Regions from separate parts of the Gossypium raimondii genome. Here region 2 is linked to region 1. Evidence: chromatin contacts called from public Hi-C data. All regions are on one chromosome and are shown on one strand. The core of a region is the stretch at or near the end of the contact, and the rest is flanking DNA. Distances in the headings are between cores, read along the strand shown.

Region 1 (3,091 bases), core at 120-2,619:
GTCATGGATTGAAAGGTTCAAGAGTGTCGTGATCACATCTTCCTGGAGGTCAGGATGAACACAGCTCTCAGATTTGCTCCCGGAGAGCGGGGTGAGCAGTTGAGGAATGGCATCGACAGATTCACCAAAAAGTGCACGGAATGAAGGCATCTTTTTCGTCAACATCCGAAGCTCCTTTGCTGCTTCCTTCTGTTGAGGAAGCGCAGCACACAACTTGTCAAGCAAAGAAAAGAAACGATCACGCTCTGCTTCCGTGACCCCCTCCTCTTTCCCATCCATAACAGGGTTCGGCAATTCTATTCCCTGACTCTTGCTCCACTGCGATATCATATCCCTGATTAGATTATTCGGAGTTAGAATCGTGTGTGAAAGAACCTGTTCGGTCTGAGGGCAAGTCCTATTCCCCGCATTCAGCCATTTCTGTATAAAGGGTCTGTCGTATGTCTGCACATCAGAAAATGAAACCAAATCAGGTATCAAGACAGACAAAACAGACAGAATTCATCAAAGCTTAATGCAAACTACAACAATAGATCCAAAGGCAGGAACTCGACTCCATGGACATCAAATTAAAATAAAAAAACTAGTAAAACCAATCATCTTAGAAGGATTTTGCGATTCATCCATTTGCTTTCCCAAATAATTCGATTCTCTAACACCCATAATGCTATTAATATACAAAGAAAAACAAACCAAATCATATCGCATCAAAGAATTGTAATCTTTAAATAGCTGAGAGACTAGAATAAATACTCACACTGTACTTTGTAATCTTTAGTCTCAACTAATTACATCAAAATCACTCTTAAATGATGATAATTTTCTTACTAAAACAGAAATGCAGAAAAGGAAATTCACTTTAAATGATATAATCTGAGGACAAAACAAATATACAATTATAAAATAAATAAACTAAATCTCACCTAAATTATCTCAATTTGTGTTCCTTTCGATCTTCAATAACAATTCAAAATTTTCATAAATATTTAAAAAAAAAAAACAACAACAACAACAAGAACAAAGGTGTGTACCTGGCCAGAAGCTAAAATGACAGGATCTCTCATAAGCTCTTTAGAAAGAGGACATTTAAACTCCTCAGGACAGGACAGCGCTTCGTGTAACTTCAGGGACGAGGTCGTAGTGGTGGTGGGCACCGTCGATCTTTTATTGAACTTAAGTTCTCTCAAAGCGCAAAGAGCATCTTTAGCTTGATCGACGGTGTGGATGGTGTAATCCTCATCGTCGACGATAGTCTTAACCAGCCTCTGCAATTCTTTCTTCAATTCCACCGCTCTCGCTCTAACCGTTGGATCAGAACTCAACAACCCCGTTTTCGCCATCTGATTCTCCCCCACCCCCGCCACCCCCAACCCCCCAAAAAAAACCAAAATCAGAAAGCCGTTAATTATTAACAAAAAGAAAAAAACCAGACAATGAGAACACTCTGTTTCATTTGTTTTCTTAACTCAATTCCAAACTAATTTCCAGTTTAATTTTGGGGGTGAACTGAGAGAAGACGAAGAACAAGCAAAGACAAAGTTCAAACTTGTCACTTATTACTTTTTCTCTCTCTCTCTCTCTCTCTCTTTATTTATTTGTTTTCTTTTTTTTAATATTGTGGGAAATCTGTTTGTTTCTTTCCAAACACGCCGCTTAATGAGTTTCAGGTCATCTTACCGTTCTGTCATATTTAAAGGATCATTGTTTTCAATCCAAGGCCTAGATTTGACCACGTCACTGTTTTCTTTCCATATACACACAAAAGAACGACATAATAAATAAAGAAATATAGAGAGTTAAAAGAATTTTCTTTTGTGGCCAAATAAAGTAATGGGAGAGACAAGGAGAGCTGAAATAAAGCTAATTTTTATAATTTTATTTTCGGTATCAAAATAAAAATTTTCTAATTGCCACTTCTCTTAACAACTATTTTATTTTATTCCCTCAATTTTAATAAGTTTTTTATCTTGGTCACTCCGTTAATTTATTATTATTGTATACTCATTTTGTATCTAACTTTAATAAGTTTTATTTTAATCACTCATTTACTTTTTAAAATTAATTTGATTTTTTTTTGTGAAAAATGATAAACAGAAATACAACTTAACAACTACTAAAAGACTCTAAAAGCTTTGTCTTGTTGGATAGCCGTAACTACCAAATCAGGAGGTATTTTAAATATCTGAAGGGAAGCCTACCAAAAGAGACTAATCTTTGCCAATTGATCTGCAATTAAATTACACTCCCTAGGAACATACTTAATTTCCCACTGACCTTTAGAGCGCAAAAACCGTTTAACTCTTCTGAGCAAGGTAATACTGGAGTCCACTGACTCCTCCATGGACAAGGCCCTAACCACCTCAAAGTTATCTGTCTAAATCCTGACTTTCTTATAGCCCTTATGTAATAAAATGAGAATTCCATCAAGAATACCCCAAAGTTCTGCTCCAAAGGCGAACATTTGCCCAAATAATGATTGAAGCCCAAAATCCAATTGCCAACCCGATCACGAACCACCCCACCTGCGAAAGCATTTCCGGAAGCTTTAGCCACTGCTCCATCAGAAAATAAATAGACTCAATTGTCTTCATAATGAGAATGAAATTCCGAATTTGGTGAGTTAGGCTTGACCCCATTTAGAAAAGATTTAAACTGTTGGGCCCAACTGAGAGAGACTTTTACAATTTCATAAGCCGTCTAATTGATGTTTTGGAAGATGAAAAGATTTTTGTTCTTCCAAATTCTCCAAGCAATTACTTTTCAAGCCATCAAATTAATTTGATTATACTTCGTAACAAATTACTTAGGTTTTTACATGAAATTGAGTAATTCAACTTTGAAGGGATTTTTTTCTTTTTTGTAATTCAATTCTCTATAATAAAAAACTAGGTTTTCCCTAAAAAGAACTCAAGATTTTCCTTTTTACTAGAAAAACCTAAATTTTAATTTTAAAGATGAAAAAATAAAGACAATTAAAAATATAAAATGATTTTTCTTTAAAATTTAATTTTTTTGTAAAACTCCATTTTCTTTTTCTATAAAAAACTAAAATGATAAAAAGTTAAAATGATAAAATGATTTTCCTTGTAAA
Region 2 (3,290 bases), core at 128-2,627, 250 kb after region 1:
AAGTCTTAGTGAATGAATCAATAAGTGAAGGGACTAAATTCTCATTAGTAAGTAGCAAAATTGAATTTGAACTCCATAATTCATAAAATGACTTGCCACTAATATGAGATATGGTTAAGTAGGAAATTTTAGTGTACTCACTAAGTTTTTTGAGCTTAACGCACTAGTGATTTAAATGTGTAGGTGGAAGACCTTTTTTTGTGAAGCTAGAGATCATGTCTTTGAAGGATCACATTCCTGAGTGAGGTTTGAAAGACTTAGAGAATTTAGTTTTATATTCCTATTAAAAGAGTTTAAAATATTATGTACATATACTAAGTGTATTTATATTAAGTTTGTAAGTTTTGAAAAGTTTTCATTATATGTATGATGCATTTAACATTTTCAAGATGAGTTGTGGCGTTGATTTAATTTGACTGTGTTTTTAAAATGAGTTTGTGTTCAAATTAGTGTTTATAATGTTTCAAAATGAATTGGAACTTAATGGTATGATTTCTTGATGTTTGGGGATGTTATAAAGTGTTTTCAAACTAATTTTAGGTCCTCTGCACCCATGTATCGATACTTTGGAGTTTGGTATAGGTACTTGCAAGCCAGTAGTTAAAAAATTACAATAGATAGGCCAAATCTCAAGACTTATAGCCCAAGTATGGAGACTTTTGCTCTACTGTACTTGCACAACTTGTGTTTCTAATCATTTTAGGCTCCTAACCTAGTTTTATATTTTGGGCATGTCCAAATAATTAGGAAAGATTTTAAAAATGTGTTGAAAGCTTTGCATATGTTTAAAATTGTTTTAAGATATTTTATTAAGTTGTGAAATTGATGTTTTATAAAAAAAATTAGAAAAATAGAGAGAGTGTTAACATGACATCACTTATACGTGTTAGTCGTTGAATCGGGTAAAGAGTGTTACATTTACTCATTCTGATTTAAGTCATACTTACATTTTCTCCACCTTACAAAATACTACCTTTTGTTGAGCTCAGTGTTACAAAATTTGCTACAATTTTTTTTACCTTCTCCCCATACGTTCTATTCACTTATTTACAATGCTTTAATTGAATTCTCTCCAATAGTAGAAATGCTTTATTGTAAATCATTTCACTATTTAAAATTTTTCATTAATTAACTAAAACTTAAAAAGGAAACTCGGAATTTTGTCTCATATAAATCATCAAATTAAGATTCTCAAAATAATTATTTTTATTTAAAAGATTGAGCTCAAATTCATTATTTGATTTTTTAAAATAAATTAATATCAGTATCTTTTTAGCCATATCAGTGATTTGGCCTAAGAAAATCATAATTTTGATACGATACATGCATAAATTTGACTAGAAGTAGAACCTTTGCCTGTAAAGAATAAAAATTGACTAGGACCGGACCGGACCGAACACAACAATAAATCCATTTAATTACAACTTATGGAAACGCAGCATATAAACGGGCAGAGGTAGGGTTTTAGCTGGTGCAGTGGCTGTGAGCGTAAGACGAAAGAGAGCAATTGAAACAGTTCTTTGCGCCGCTCAGCCAACATGGGTAACTTCGATCTTTACCTGCCTCCTTCCTTTTCTCACTTCCTAACTCTCAAAACTTGTACCTTCATTTTCTCTTTACTATCATCTCCTCAATATGGGTTCTTTTCAATCTTTGACTCAGGTATTTCCAGGGATTCCATGCACAAGAGGCGTGCCACTGGTGGCAAGAAGAAGGCTTGGAGGAAGAAGCGAAAGTATTTTCTTCTTAACTTCTCTACCCATTTCCTTTTTTACATTTTCGTTTGTTTTTGCTCGATTTGTTCTCTTTTGTTTTTTTATTTTGTTCTTGTTTTTTTAAAAGTTAATCTGCTAAATGAATTACAATGAGAATACCCTTTCCTTGAACCTTATGCAAATGAGATAAGATGGATGGAATATATGGTCTTTCTTATGGATATTGAATGCTGAATTAGTTAGATTTGTTTTAGTTTTGGGTATTGGGTCATTCAAAAGCTTTTGATCATGGGTATTATAGATTGAGTGGGTATAGAAAAGAAATATGGAGTGAGCTTTAAGTTCAGTTCGTTATTAGAAACTGTAAAGAGCATCTTCATTCAGGAGCTGTATAAGCTAATTTATGAGATTTATTTCTAAATGATAGTGTTAGGAAGGGTTGCTTGCCCTTTCTCAGGGGTGTGGTGTAATTAGATAGACCTTAGGTTACGTTGGACTCCTAATTGATACAGGTATATGCTTATACATGGAAGGTTTATGTGCGTGTGTTGAGTGTTGCAATGGTCATCATGGAGGGTCTAATGTTTGACCTCTTTCTTGAAGGGGGAACTGAGAGGTCTGTTGTTTGAGTTTGTTGGGGAGTGCATTAGGGTTCAATTCTTTTGGGAATAGTTTCATTCAGTTTGTATTTTGTTGGTTTGCTTTTATCTAAGTTGCTAATTTTTATGTTTTTGGCGGCTTTTGAAAGGTATGAACTTGGTCGTCAGCCAGCAAATACTAAGCTCTCTAGCAACAAGACTGTAAGGAGAATCCGTGTTAGAGGAGGCAATGTGAAGTGGAGGGCATTGAGATTGGATACAGGCAACTATTCATGGGGTAGCGAAGCTGTCACCCGCAAGACCCGTATTCTTGATGTGGTATATAATGCCTCAAACAATGAGCTTGTCAGGACACAGACCCTCGTAAAGAGTGCTATTGTTCAAGTGGATGCTGCTCCCTTTAAGCAATGGTACCTTCAACACTATGGTGTTGATATTGGGAGGAAGAAGAAGACAGCAGCTAAGAAGGAAGCTACTGAGGTAGAAAGATTTCAAATGATTCCTTTTTCTTCTCAAAATTATTGGTTGCAGTTTAAGTTCCAACTGTTTAAACCCTGCATGGGTAACTTTAGTCAATGTAATTCTTGTGGTTGGTTTTGAGTATTGTTACTGATTCTACATCATAAACTGTAGGACGGAGAAGTTGCTGCCGAGGAAACTAAGAAGAGTAACCATGTGCTAAGGAAGCTTGAGAAGCGCCAGAAGGAACGTACACTTGATGCTCACATTGAAGAACAATTTGGCTCTGGTAGATTGTTGGCATGCATTTCTTCCCGGCCAGGTCAATGTGGCAGAGCTGATGGGTATGTTTGTGGGAATCATAAAGCTCATAAGGTTTTTTTCTATCATTTTGATGCAGTTATGTCTAATGTTATTCAATTTAATATATTATTAGATACATATTGGAGGGTAAAGAGCTAGAATTCTATATGAAGAAAATCCAAAGGAAGAAGGGCAAGGGCGCTGGAGCTGCTTA

Evidence for each region. Hi-C and Micro-C count contacts between places; a contact is called where the count stands out from the background.
Region 2: a Hi-C map of leaf shows a contact between it and region 1, with 3 times the contacts expected there. The contact joins the promoter of LOC105784664 here to the promoter of LOC105784678 in region 1. A contact is called at or near these places in 2 of 2 Hi-C or Micro-C datasets (both in leaf).

The regions. Positions count from the first base shown.
Region 1 is chr7:22,351,936-22,355,026 of ASM2569854v1, forward strand. It overlaps LOC105784678 (U-box domain-containing protein 9), which reads right to left and starts at 1,370. Exons shown (of 2, transcript XM_012610586.2): 1 at 1,032-1,370; 2 at 1-444. The coding sequence starts at 1,340.
Region 2 is chr7:22,600,591-22,603,880 of ASM2569854v1, forward strand. It overlaps LOC105784664 (40S ribosomal protein S8), which reads left to right and starts at 1,378. Exons shown (of 5, transcript XM_012610563.2): 1 at 1,378-1,542; 2 at 1,663-1,735; 3 at 2,464-2,794; 4 at 2,948-3,117; 5 at 3,210-3,290. The coding sequence starts at 1,539.